Linked DNA regions of Hordeum vulgare: region 1 is linked to region 2. Evidence: chromatin contacts called from public Hi-C data. All regions are on one chromosome and are shown on one strand. Each heading gives the region's core, a stretch centred on a gene start, on an enhancer-like site or on the middle of the called end of the contact. The rest is flanking DNA. Distances are from core to core; before and after follow the strand shown. Region 1 holds the start of LOC123449561 (glycerol-3-phosphate dehydrogenase [NAD(+)], chloroplastic). Region 2 holds the start of LOC123449557 (50S ribosomal protein L18).

The links. A called contact is a pair of places that touch in the nucleus more often than the background predicts.
Region 1: a contact with region 2 is called in a Hi-C map of seedling, with 2.6 times the contacts expected there. The contact joins the promoter of LOC123449561 here to the promoter of LOC123449557 in region 2. A contact is called at or near these places in 3 of 6 Hi-C or Micro-C datasets (leaf and seedling).

What each region holds. Positions count from the first base shown.
Region 1 is chr4H:564,295,399-564,303,031 of MorexV3_pseudomolecules_assembly, forward strand. LOC123449561 (glycerol-3-phosphate dehydrogenase [NAD(+)], chloroplastic) reads left to right here and starts at 2,423. Exons shown (of 10, transcript XR_006632024.1): 1 at 2,423-2,781; 2 at 2,864-3,000; 3 at 3,167-3,272; 4 at 3,352-3,553; 5 at 3,720-3,807.
Region 2 is chr4H:564,115,876-564,122,849 of MorexV3_pseudomolecules_assembly, forward strand. It overlaps LOC123449557 (50S ribosomal protein L18), which reads right to left and starts at 1,790. Exons shown (of 5, transcript XM_045126813.1): 1 at 1,416-1,790; 2 at 1,091-1,292; 3 at 873-979; 4 at 627-779; 5 at 128-502. The coding sequence starts at 1,202. The coding sequence ends at 347.

The DNA of each region.
Region 1 (7,633 bases), core at 1,173-3,672, 180 kb after region 2:
TTCAAAAAAAAAAATCTCCAGACTGGGCCGGCCCATGTAGTCACCTCCTATATTACGCTTTGGGCGTCGAAAAAAGATGCATCACACCTGTTTGGGCCGGCCCATGCGTGGGCGCCTGTATTTTTACTTTAGTTTTTTTATTTCTCTTTTCAGTTCCATTTTGTTTTTCTACTTTAAATAATTTAGAACTTCAAATAACTTTGGTCAATTTTAAGAAACTGAGAATTTCGAAATAAATTTTCAAAAAAACATATTTTTTTAGAATTCAAAAACTACTCAGGATTTTTGAAAAATGTTTGCATATAAAAATGTTTAAACTTTGAGAAAATGTCCATAAAATTAAAAAAGTCAACAATTTTAAACAAAAGTCTGTGTAAAAATCTTAAAAACAGTTCGTGCCTCTGTTTTTAGTCTCATTTTTTATTTTCATTTTTTTGTTCCATTTTTTAGTTTAAATAATTTAGAACTTTGAAAAACTTTTGCAATTTATAAAACTGGGAATTTTGAAATAAAAGTTTGAAGAAAACATAAAATGTTTGTGAATTCAAAAAATGCTCAGGATTTTTGTAAAAATATCCGCATATTCAGAAAAATGTTCATAATTTTGAGAACAATGTTGATGAAAACAATAAAAGTCCATGATTTTGCAAAAAAGTTTGTGTATTATTTTTTAAGTGCAATTAAAAAAATATTTGCTAATTCAAAAAATGTTCATGCATTTCAAAAATGTCCTAAAATTTTAAAGGCATAATACGATCAACACCATTGAAGATTATAATTGGTTTTTTCCCGTTGCAACACACGGGCCCTTTTGCTAGTACCCCCTCCGGTCTTTTTTACTCCGCATATTAGATTTAGGTCAATTCAAACTTTACAAAGTTTGACCAAATATATATTGAAAAATATCAACATCTACAATACAAAATATATATATCATGAAACTAGCTTTCATAATGAATCTAACAATATTAATTTGACATTGTGAATGTTGATACATGTTTTCTATAAATTTGGTCAAAGTAGAGATACTTTGACTTCAGACAAAGCTAATATGCAGACTAAAAAGGACCGGAGGGAGTATATCTAATGAAGCTTGGACTAGATAATAGTATGCTGAGTTTGTAAGATAAAATAAGGCTGATATGTTTGGCATGAATAGAACTGATGTGAAGTAGAATGGTATACATCTTCATTTTTGAATATGTTTCCTATCAGAGTTTTAAGGGTTGGGGTTGGGGCAAAGAATAGAACCCTCAAACCCAACCCTTAAAAGTGTTAAAAATAACCAATTCTCAACCCTTAAAACTGGTTTTAGATTTAAGGGTTTGAGAATTCTACTAGAGATGCTCTTAGAGCATCTCTAGTAGAACCCTCAAACCCTTAAAAATAACCGCTTTTTTACAGTTTTCATCGGAGAAACGGCGTAGACTAGAACCAAACCCTTAAACCCGTAAAAAAATTTAGAGGTCGAACCCTCAAACCCCTTCCCAGCCTGTAGAAGTGAGGGTTGGGGGGAAAACTGCCCCCAACCCGTACTCCACTTCCCACCTCGTGCGGGAGGCAGTTGGTTCCCGCCCGCGCGAGGAAGTTGTTCCGGCCGCCGCCGCCCCGCCGCCTCCCGCGCTCCAGCCGCCGCCCCGCCTCCCCCCGCGCTCCGGCCGCCGCCCCCCGCGCTCCGGCCGTCGCCCCGGCCCCGGCCCCGCCGCCCCTCTGCGCCCAGGCCCCGGCCCCGCGCTCCAACCGCCGCCGTCGCGCCCGCCGCGCCCCCGCCCGCCGTCGCCACGCCTGCCGCCGCCCCCCACGCTCCAGCCGCCGCGCCCCCGCCCCCCACGCTCCAGCCGCCGCGCCCCCGCCCGTCGCCGCCACGCCTGCCGCCGCCCCCACGCTCCAGCCGCCGCGCCTGCCGCCGCGCCCCCGCCCCCCGCGCTCCAGCCGCGGCCGTCGCCGCCGCCTGCCGCCGCGCCCCCGCCCCCCGCGCTCCAGCCGCGGCCGTCGCCGCGGCGCCTGCCGCGGCCGCCCGCCAAGAAGGGCCGCGGCGCCCGGCGGAGCTCCACCGCGCGGTACGCGAGACGGCCTCGTCCAGGCAGCGCGAGCGCGAGCTCTTCCGCGGCTGAAGTCATTTTTGTATCCTCTGTTCCTCCGCGTGCATGTTCATAGTGTTCAAAACTAGGCTATAAGGATTGGGTTTGAGGGTTCTAGTCTTTGCCTCTGTTTTTCAACCCTTAAAAGTGTCAAAAATGATCAATTCTCAATCCTTAAAACTGATTTTGGATTTAAGGGTTCGAGGGTTCTAGTAGAGATGCTCTTAGCGGGCAGTCCCGCTCGCCCTGCATCCCTGTGTGTATGTGTACGCACACATTTTTTTTCATATTGGTATTTGAGTACCGACTCCATTTGAGAGCTGAAGAACGCAGAGCGACAAAAGGAGAAATCGAGAAAGGGGCGGGAACGGATAAGATAGCAAAACCAAACACCTTCCATTCTTCCATTTGCCCCCCTTCGCTGCCCTCTCTCATGGCCACCGCCGCCTTCCTTCCCCCCACCACATCCCCAATCCTTCGCCCTCGCCTCCCCACCGCTCGCCACCGTGCCTCACCCATCTGCGCCGCCGCCTCCGACGCGCCGCCGCCAGATGCCGGGTCGGACGAGGGGGAGGCCCCTTCTCGCAGCGGCCGGAAGGACCGGCGCCGCGTGGTGCGGATCGCGTGGGAGAAGCTCGTCCGGTGGTCTCGCTCCTGGCGCAGCCGCAACCGCAGCGACGTCCTCGAGACCACGCGCAAGGTGACACAAGGACTTCAGTTTGCTTCAACCCGTTGGGGCCGCAAACTTATCTGCGGGATCTGATCGTCGGAGGAAACTGCAGGTCGTGGTCCTTGGAGGGGGCTCGTTCGGAACGGCGATGGCGGCGCAGGTGGCAGCCAAGAAGCCCGGCCTTGAGGTGGCCATGCTGCTCCGGGATGACCTCGTCTGCCGCTCCATCAACGACCGCCATGTCAACTCGTGGGTAACCTCGTTGCTTTCCTTACTAGTAGCATTCAGATACTTCCCCATGAAAAGACTATGTGTCTCGCTTCGTAAGGAAAATGTTGCAAACCATTTGATTGATTGATTGATGCACACAGCCAAAAAACATTGTATGTAACACTCTGCTTTCACTCCACTGCAGCAAATACTTGTCAGAATACAGCTTGCCAGAAAATATTGTTGCAACAACTAGTGCTAGTGAAGCTTTAGCAGGAGCTGATTTCTGCTTCCATGCTGTCCCTGTTCAGGTATTAACACTTCTTTATGAAGCACTCTGGTTTGCAGGAGGGTTTCTTCTTTTTTGGAGTCTGATATTTTTCCTGGCAGTTCAGTTCATCCTTTCTTGGCAGTATTTCAACATATGTTGATCCAAAGTTGCCATTCATATCACTTAGCAAAGGGCTGGAACTTAACACCCTTCGGACAATGTCGCAAATCATTCCTCTCGCACTGGGAAATCCTCGCCAACCATTTATTGTTCTGTCAGGACCTTCTTTTGCAGTGGAACTGATGGAGAAATTACCAACAGGTTAGTTCTCCTTTTCAAAAAAATTTGTCATACTCTCTTGTGCTTTCTTGTGACACCAAGTTATCTGGTTCATGTTGCTTATGTTTAAGAATATTTTGACTTTCCAAGCACGTTTTGGAATCTGTTTGTAAATAGAACTGCATAGTTATCCAAGTTAATATTGCAGCTATGGTGGTGGCATCCAAAGACAAAAAGTTGGCAAGTGCTGTTCAGCAGCTCTTAGCGTCATCAAATTTGAGGATAAGCACATCAAGGTAATTATACCTAATACTTCACCTTTAGACGCTATGATAATCTTCAGCCACAAAACGTGTACAAAAGCATGCATGTCATAATCACGATTATTGTTTGTTTGGTTGCGCAGTATTCTTTTCAGCCACAAAACTATCTGCTACTACATGATTAAATAATAGGATACCACTTACTATGAACAACTTTGAGATTTCTTTTGCATAAGAGGATCTATATTGCCCACCTGTGGACAATTGATTTAGTTATTCATGTAGGAAAATGTTGTGGACTACCAGGAGGGAGTCCAAGCAGAGAGAAGGGTTCGGCTAGCAGATTTCGTAGGCTAGGTGTTAAGGTGAGAGTTCATATTAGCACAGGTCTAAGGAGTCCAATTGATTAGGAAGGCTGAAGCATCTATTACTCCAACGCAAATTTGTTGTCTTAGATTTGTCTAGACAAATCCAAGACAACTAATTCGGGGCGGAGGGAGTAGTATATAATCATGTATCTAGGGTTGGATGAATAATAGTCTGTCGATCTCACGATCTGAAGGTAGTCGTGGAACAAATGTAAAGAGAGGGGCGGTGCCCAAAGGGATCTCGTCGGCGATGATGCTGATACAGTGGTTTACTCAGGTTCAGCCCCCTAGATGGGTAATAGCTCCACGTCCTGCCTAGACCTGGGCATGCACAGCCTGGCCCAACGACCCGGCCAAAAAAATCCAGGCCAGGCAGGATCAAGCTTCATCCAAAAGGCAGTTCTGCCTGGGCTCGACCATCTGTTTTTCATGGTTTCGGGCGGAGCTTTCAAGCTTCAAGCCGGGCTTAAACGTGGAGGTGATGAGAAGCATCGCTCGGGCCGGGCTTGGGCTTGCAGTTAGAAGGTTGGGCTTTTGCAAGCCCAGCCCCCGGCCCGTCCGGACTAATGATCAGGTTTAGTCGTGCCTACCTATCTTTATCGATGAATACAACTGAATGGAGCTTTCCTATCTGCTGGGCTAGGTTAAGGATATGAGCTCCTGTGTATCTCCCTCCCCTTGGTGGGGGTCAGTACTTCCTTTATATAGTCACTCCTCGTTTGGTTAGTGTCATACCTATCTTTAAGGGATACAATACGAGTATACGACCATGTGATCCCGCAGTTAGGACCTAGAGAGCACAAACCGTAGTCAGTTCATATATCGGCCTGCCTCCCTTCGACGCCAAGACGGACCCCAAAAGCCCAAGACACCCAAGGACACCAAAAGATTCGTTATCACCTCAAGAGAAGGGTTATCGTCATACGACATGTCGGGAGAAGGAAGTGTTAGATTGATCTCTTTCCCAATGGGCCCAACGGCCCATTGGACCTTGACTCACGCCCTGATCGGGGGCGTCCAGCCCAAGCAAGGCTGGTGGGCCCCTGTCGCGCAGTGCTATATGTAGAGGAGGTGGGGACCATGGCACGGGTTACGAGGTTCGCCGCCGCCACTAGTTCCCCACTCCTAACCCTAATCCGATCCAGAGGGTAGCACTGAAGTGATGGGAAGTCCATCACCGCCACTACCGGATCTCTCTCTCCTTCCCCACCGTCTTCACCACCTCACGACGGTCACCGGAGGGAACTCATCGAGTACGGGATAAGGTAACATACCACTACTCTCACCGAACACATCTAGCCTTGTCGATCCACGGGATCTATCAATGGTATCATGAGCCACGAGGCTTTAGATAAGTTTCGGTTGAAACATGTACAAGAAAAGATTTCCCCATCCCCGATATGAACCCGAGAAGGGCAAAGTTCTAAGAAGAGAAAAGTTTCACCGGAGTCTTCTTCGGCAAAGAAGCGCCGCCGCAAGGCCGCGCCTGTTCCTCTCGATCCCCACACGCATCGGCAAGCCGAGGTGTGGGGAAGAAGAACCTACCTCCTCGGAGGCAAAGAATGGACCTAGATCCAAAAGAAAAATAAAGAAAGAAATCGGATCGGATCTGAAAAAGACAAACAAAAGAAGGAGAGGAACATGCAAAAATACGGCAAAGGAAACAAAAGAAAAACGCAAAAGTAAACGCTCGCAAAGGGGCAAAGGGGCGCCGCGGCCAACCCATTCGACGGCAGCGCGCTCACCGGAAGGGAGCACGCGACCGGCGAAAGGAGGGGCAACGGCGCCGTCGTTCATTGGGTCTCTCTCTATCTCGGGACAAGTAAAGAAAAACGAAAGGAGAAGAGGCACCACGGCCAACCCACTCGACGGCGACGCGCTCCCCGCAAGGGAATGCGCAACCGGCGAAAGGGGAGGCCACGGTGCATTGTGAGTGTCTCTCTCTCTCTCTGAAATAGAAAGGGGAGGAAGCGCTGGACGAACGCCACGGCCACGGGGCTTCTCGGCGGGACCTGAGGGCCACCGCGCGAGGGAGAAGTCCCTGCCACCGCGGGCCGACAGGCGAAAGGAGAGGCCACGGTGCTCTGCCACCGCGGGCCGACACGCCGAGAAGAGGGCGCGGCGCGGCGCGGGACGCATGGTCTCCGCTGCCGGCGGCCAAACCCACCTTGCAGGAGGGGAGAAGGCGCGGTAGGCCACCCGAGCACCCTCCGGCGGGGCAGCGAGCCACCGCACAGAGAGCACAGAGGTGCTCGTCGCGAGGGAAAGGAGGGGCATGGGCGACGGCGCGCTGCGCTCGGCGGGGCTCGAGGGCCGCCGCGCGAGGCAGTGACTCGGACACCACAGGCGCTGCTCGCCGAGAGAAAGACCGGCCTTGTCGTTGCTCTCGGCTCGAGGGGAGGAGAAAGAACGACGCGTGGGGGAGGGAGAGAATGGATCGAGGGTTTCCCCACCCCTGATGTTGCCGGTTTTTGTTCAAGCGAAAGAACCGGCCGGCCGTTCGATTCAGATCGACGGTCAGGATCGAAACCCTAGCGCCAGCCAGGCCGCGGCCCAGAAAGATAGCGCCGGCCCAGGCCGAAGGGAAGGCTGGCCCAGGCCGGGGGAGCGAGGTTGCTTGGCCGGCCATTTATTTATTTTAAAGGGGTTTTTCAGTTTCTGTCTATTAAGGCAGATTCAAAGGTTTTTTCTAGGAATTTTTTCCTACGAAAACATGATTAGAAAAAGTAAAAGAAAATGTTCAAAGTTTCTGTGATTTTATGCAGAATTGCAACATTATTTTTCTGAAAAGAAAAATAAAAGATTCTGAAAATAAAAGGAGATTTTCAGAAAAAGAAAAGTTCATGAATTTTATAAAAGGGATTATAAAGTTCATGAATATTTAATTATGACAGAATATTTTTCTGTAATAGTAACATTTTTTTTTTGCAAAGAAAAATAAAAGGTTTTGAAAATAAAAGAAATATTTTCAGAAAGAGAAAAGTTCATGGATTTTATAAAAGGAAAATAAAGTTCATGAGTTTTTATTTTTACCAGATTTTTTTCTGTAAAGGTGCATGAATTTTTATTCACGTTTTTCCGCTGCAAAGTAAAAAGGTTTAGTCCTTCAATTAAATTGAAACCAACGGGAAAATTTAATTGGAAGAACTGTTATTAGCAAAGTTTTTCCCTTGTGGGTGAAATAGGATTCAAACAGATTCCGCTATGACAATAGAATGATGTTTGTTTTAAAGTTAAATATGGTATTGTTATTTTCTGACCAACGTTGATGATAACAATACTATAATTGTATGAGTCATCTTATGTTTAAAGCTTAAATCTCTGATAAATTTTGTATCAAAGTGATCAATTTTCGGAGCACAGATAAAGAAATGCATATGGTTAATGATGATGATGATTATTTCTTAGCAAAGTTGTTCAATAGAAATACTATCATCACATTGTTTATGAGTTATATGCATTATTTCTATTTCTGCCCAACGGTGATATGG
Region 2 (6,974 bases), core at 540-3,039:
ACACACACCAACCCCAAACTCCTCATGTAACTGTATGCCACTCTCTGTAACTGCTTGATGCTGTGATAATATGTGTTCAGGCCGGCGTAAGCAATTGTCCTGATGTAACCGTTGACGCGTAAAACAATGACAGTGGAGAAACATTTTATGGTTGTTAGTGATAATTGTCTGGCTTAATAACATGCTGCGAAATACCAAGTATGAACCATATGCCCTGAATCATACATCAAGCAATTCACAGGGCAAATATGAGTCATATGCCCTACAGGCTACACTCCTACTCTTCACTAAATAATATTCTACGCCGAGCAGCCGGTGCAGGCCTCCCAAGCATATCACAGTTTTGCTATCTGGGCAGGAACCCGTGCTGCGCGACGGGATCCTCGAACGCCATCATCTTCTCCCCTCGAGCGAACCCGTTGCGGTCGTAGCACGAAACCTCGGAGATGTCCAGCTCCTTGCAGGCCTTGACGAGCTCCTCCCCGACCCTCCGAGAGGCCTCCTGCTTGCCAACAACAAACAGCTCAAGGTCAGGAGATGCACCTTGCAGCTTTTGTTTCAGATGCAAATGCAATGCAAGTTCAACCGACGAGTCGACGACGAAGGAGCAGGTTTGGTTGGCTTACCACGGTGGTGCATGGAGGGTCGCCGCGGATTTCCTCCTGCAGGGTGCTGGCGTAGAAGAGGATCTTCTTGCCGTGGTCGTCGACGAGCATGGCGTAGAGCTGCCTGTTGGAGCAGAAGACGGACATCCTGGGCTTCTTCGCCGTGCCGTTGTACTGCAGCCAAAGAGAATTGAGAACTCCCTTCAGATTGTTGGTCGTGGTTGGAACCCACAAGGCCACAACCCAACCCTGAGGTGAGCACCGTACCTTTTTCTGCAGCCGGCGGTTCCTGACCTTGGCGTTCTCCTTGCGCGTGCCGTGCCTCGCTGTGGCCTCGATCCTCGGGTACGCTCCGCGCCGGCGTGCCACCACGCCTGCGCGCAGAAAGAGAGAGAGGATGCATCACATGAGATAGGCAGCTAAGCCGGAGCCAGTTGATAAAAGCACGGAGAGAAGCCGGGAGGCGGTATGACGGCGTGGCTCACCTGGGTGCCGTCGAAGAGGGAACTCGAAGCAATTAGTCGTGAATGGCAGGGAGCTGGAGGTGGAGGGACACGGCAATGGTGGCCGGCCGAGGGTGGCCCCTAGCAACGCCATTGATACAGCACGAGGAGACCAGCTCGGTTAGGGCAATTTGTCGAACAGGTCGCGCGCGCTCAAGTCCCGTTGGCCACCGGATTTCACACCCTGTGGATTCAGAGAAGAAAACAATAGAGTGTGGCATTTGAGCAATGATTCTGAGTGCTGCATGATGAGCAGAGCAAAAATTCATACCCAGTTGGAGTTGAGGAGGATCCACACCGAACTCACAGTGGTCAGCGTCGCTGCCTGCTGGTCGCTGCGCTCCCGTCCTGCAGCGCCGCACTGGGAAGACACGGAGCGCCGGGCGATGGACGCCACAGCCCGCCGGCCGGTGCGAGCTCCGAGGTCGCCGCCTCGCCGGGGCCCCCTGTCCTGCGACGCTGTCCACTAATCCGCCGCCGCGAGGGCGAGGCCACCGTCACGAGGGCGAGGGCGTCTCAGCTGCCTGCGTCGTCTCGCCGTCGACCACGCGCGCGGCGCGCCTCATCCAATCTCTCCAAGCCACGGAAAAAAAAAACATCAAGCAGGCAGCGTTTACAAGGCCCAGGCCGGCCGAGACTACGTGGGCTTTGATGGAAATGGCCCATCAGGCCACGGCCGCACGTCTCCTCGCACCGCCGAGCAAAAACAAAAAGAGAGAGAGAAACCAAGCCGCTAAATAAACAATCACGCCACCCACCCCCCCTGGGGAACCCACCAAAAAACCTATTGCTTTCGAGGAGCAAAAAAATCTAGCCGTTCTTATCTCGTAACCCTTGGATTCATCTGCGCTTGCACTTGCATTTAATAACCTCTCATCATGAACGATCGACACCTGTTGTCCTCCTCCTCCCGTCCCCAGCATCACTTTCGACCCACCTGCGTCGGATTGACCCTCAGATGCGCCCCGGTGCCCCTTTCGTCACTTTCTCCCGCTTTTCCTTCTTTCTTTTCTTTTTCTTTTCCCCACGAGAGGGAAGAAAAGGTGGTAAAAAGGGCCGACCAATGGGTCATCCGACGTGACCTCGTGCCACGGCTCGGCCATGCAGTTTCTCTGGCAACTGGCCCCGCGCGCCCTGGAGCTCCGGTTGCACGTACGTACGTACGTACGCAGATCGTTGAAAACTCTCACAGTCTCACGTCCTCTCGTTCTTCCACGTGTGACTCAGGAAAACGCCGGTGACGGTGAGGATAATATTTTGTTGCACCACTCCTGCGACACAGTCCCCATACATATTCTCAAGATAATCTTGGAAGCTTCGTCCCTTCTGAAATCTTGGATCCAGGACCGACGCCAACGTTTGAAAAATCTATTTATATAGTATAATAATGTATACAAGTCTACACTGGCAGGCAGCTAGATGTGGCATATACCCCGTATCGTTCTGTTTCGTGCTCCATCAAGTTTTTGCACTGCAAAATGAAAAAAAATACTGTATATCCCAAGGCGGCATGGGAACGGATTGGGCTTTCAAACATGCTAGCTGCACAGATTTTTGGACGAAACGATATGAGATACTACACCAGATTGATGTTGATGATATTAATTTATAAAGAGATAGCTTTTGGATGAGTGCCACTAGGATACAAGCACCCATGCCCCCACACGTGTGTGGGCCCGGCACCCTCTAGTGTTGAGTATTTAGATTTGCTTGATAGACATAGATATGGCAGCTACTTTTCAACCACAAAGAAGATTCACTAGAAAAAGAAAAGAGGGCGTAAAGTAAACAAGAGAACATCACCTCACCACACAATATTGTGTAGTAGTAGTGAGGTATGATAGTAAAAGGCAGAGACGGGGTAGAGAACTTTCTAGAATAGAGAACTCACTGACATGTACTCGTGTCTCTTGTTGGTTTCGGCAAAGCTTCTTTATGTGAATATTCAGCCTATGAGGTTTTATCTGAATTTCTCTTGTATGGGAGAGTACCTCACCATGCCGGACAAAGCTTTCTACGAGATAGACCAGAATCTCCAGGGAGCTCTAAATGGGTACATACTATTCATATATTAAAAACTTGTGCGACATCTAATGTATGCCATAAAGATGGTACTATGAATGATGTAGTAACATAAAGTGATAGTCAAGTTGCTATGTGGTTCTAAAAAGTAACGGTCAAATAAGCATCTACCCCGCAAAAAGGAGAATCAAGTAAGCTTCTTAAGAACATCGTCAACCGGACACCTCTGTCGACCTCTCATACGTTTGTGGACGCGCCATGATGATGGCCAAACATAAGAGAATAAAAAAAGTGATTCAACCGGACCCCTCATATCATCCCTATACGTTCGCGTTGTCCGCGAACCCTCATATCCATCTCAAATATAGGAAGTATATGAGGGCTCGCGGACGCGCCCGGTCAGTTCGTCACGTAGGACGCGAGCCCATCCCAAACCACCATGTCCTTTTTAATTCATTCTTTTTTTTTCTATCTCTTCCTCTCCATCAATCACGTGCAAGTGATCGGTCATATGAGGAAGAAGATAAGAACTGTGGCTGCGCGAATGGACAAGTAGGGGACACGCCCGATCAACACACGCGTCCACGGACGTTTAGGGGGTCATATTTGCTATGTCCGGCTGTATATGCTTTAATTGTGACATAATTTGGAATGGAGAACTAATTATCTCTTATCTTATCTGAACCTACTTCACCATGTCCAACATAGCTTCCTAGCTCCATGTACGCTATGTAGGATGCAAGAAGATAATCCGAAATCTCCAAAGAGGCCGAAAGCACCAGTATCCATATGTATCCACCAAATTTTAAGGTCAGAGACATTTCAGCTAGTACACCCACTATCATCGTCGCCCACATTAAGCCGTCATCATTTGCTACCACCCTCTGCTCCTTGAACCATCACCATGTACCACACGTCGCCGCAAACCTGCTCCTGCTTCCTATCATCCGACCTGCCGTCATTGTTGTCGCACAAGGGAGCTCGATGAGGGAGGGCCTTGTCTCTACCGCCATCTCCCCTTCCCGAGCTTGCCGAGGAGGCCAACATCACGCACCGCCTGCCCGCCGTTGTCAACTCCATCTCCGGGGTCATCTGTGCCACATCTTGCCCACTAGATCTCAACCCAAGGCATACTTCCCAAAACTTGTTTATGTTCACAACTATAGCACCTCGTAGATTCATGTAGATGACATATGATTCGTAATTTGTGTAGGTGTCATCGATGGTAGAAGATTTTTTTCGATGATTCATAGTCATTTTTCTGTTGAGTCCGAGAATAATTTGTTGGCCGACGAAGAGGAGTAAATTTTGTTAATGGTTGCTCGATGGATGATGGGATGGGAGGAGGTGCAAATTCATCAAACAAGGTTTGTAATAATACAGTTGAATTGTTTGATGTTGATGCCAAATTGGACTAGCAGAGTTTACATGCAAATAGATAGAAGAAGAAAGATGGAGGTTGTCGTTTTGATGACCATGTGTTTCCATGCCACCTCGGCAATCTCCAAAATCTAACAAGTGCGCTCCAAAACATTTTGAGGATTACGGATATGACAACTCTGTTAGAGTTGTTCTAAGTTTTCAGTGTTCTCGCTAATATAGTTTAGAGAAATACTAAATGTCACATCTTAAGTGAGGTATAGTTTGAAACAGAAGGAGTATACATATCAATAGCAAACATCATTTTCGACAAAGAATATAGCCGGCATCAATTTTGGCAAGATAAGGAAGGCATTTGCTGGATTGGAATATTAAATGAAGAATAGACCGTGGAACGATCAACTAAAGCACAAAAGGCTAAGAAAGTGCTTAAGTCCAGTCCACACTGATTTATGCAGATCGAGCGGGCTAAACAGTTGCGGATTAGGACATCCCAGAAAGGGAAACGTTGGGAGCTCTGCGATGCAAAAGAGGATGTAACAATAAACACAAATAAAACACAGGCCCCGAAATCCAACGCCTCTCTATTTCATCTTGTTTTGAGCACACGGAGGTCGATCTGTATGAGAAAAAAATTGGAAATCTAATCCAAAGCGGGTCCCACCCTGGACTCCACCGGCCCCTGGCCCCACACTTTGCTGCCTAGACCTGTCATAAAAAAATACTGTGCTGTGCTTGGGAAGGATCTAGAACACGGCTGGGTGGTGGATGTGCACGGGCACGACGGAGGAAAAGCGCAGGGTGCCTGGCAACGGCGCGGTCGACATGCAGGCACACGCACAGCCACGCGAAGCTGTGGACCTTGTCCACCGGTCCAGGGGCGCAAAGGTAAACCAGGCGCCCCTTTCTCTCTCTTTCTTCGCTTGGCACACAAAGCGCGGGCAAAGCCATATGCCGTATGCATACACAGATACACAGTCACGCGCGCGCACCACCAAACGAAACAAGGCGCCAGCGCTCGTACGCACGCACGCACGCAGCCCCACAAACCCGCGGGCCATCCACGCCCCGACACCCGTTCTCCTCTACCTACGCCCCCGCCGAACGCATCTCGGCTCCCAACTCTGCTTTTGTTCTTCCCTTTTGAGTCAGTGAACATTTTGCTTTCTTGTGCCCACGACCTTTTTTGTACAGCATGACTTTCCACTGAGGTCACAGACAGAAGCGTACCGCGTGAGCAAACAAACGAGCTCCCTTCGTTTCATTTTTTACTTCACACATAGTGCTCCTTAATTTTATGTTAAATTCGTAACACTTATTTTGAGACGGAGGAAAAGTACGTTTTATCTTAAGTCAATCCTCGTAACTAATATTGTAGTTAAAATATGAACCCTTGCGTTATCAAATCAAGATTGTTAAGTGCATCAACAAATTATTTTTCATATTATACAACTTCGAAAAATTGCAGATGTTGATACCTTTTAAGAGAGAAATTTGCCTTTTTAATAGATATTATTCAATTCTTGGCGCGCACATTTACACCTTTTTAGATGAAAATCTTTAATTGATTCTCGCAGTTTACTGACTACCTTACAAAACCTTCCAGCCAATATTGCTTCTATCATGCTTGCGCTTATTTTGTCTGTGTCGCATGATGTTCCCACCATCGATGCGCCCGACGACAGGTTCCTCGCCCATGGCTCCACTTTCTTCTCGAGGTGCCCCTACTCGTGCTCTTCTCCACTGGCGGAGCTACGGGAAGGCCGAAGTGGCCATGGCCCGCCCAGTCGATGCAATCTTCCGCATGAATATGTATTTTTGGCCATGAAATATGATCTCTATAGTTATTTTCTACGGCTGGTCCGTCCAACTTTGTGGGCCAAGCTCCACCACTGCTCTTCTCCGACCCCGACATAGACTTCCACGCGGGTTACATTTGGAGCTCCAAAGCCCCAATCAAATTCAAGTTTTTTGGTTGCCTTTGTGTCGAGACATGTTGAAGACTAAGGCTAACTTTTTACGCAAAACTATCTCCCCCGATTCTTCATGTCACCGATGTAACCATTCCCTCGAGGACGAGCAACACATCTTGCCATCATGTGTCAGTGTACAACTTACGTTTGGTCCATCCTCGAGCTGTAGATTCCACCCTCCGTTGACCTCATATGGGACACTCACACAGTCACACCCATGACGGTTTCAACATCAACATTGGATCAATCGCCGCTCTCATCATTCTCTGGAAGCTCTGGGGCTCTAGGAATGTTCGTGTTTTTCATAACGAGCTCCACTCACCTTTAGATTATTCAGAACATCGTATCAGACTTTACTCTATGGATTTTTAGATTTAAGGACCCTATAAGTGAGGAGACTGTCGTGTTTTGGTGCCTATACATATCAACTCCTTGTACGTTTTGATGTAACACGCCCGCTGGACCTTGGAATAATATATTTAGATGGGATC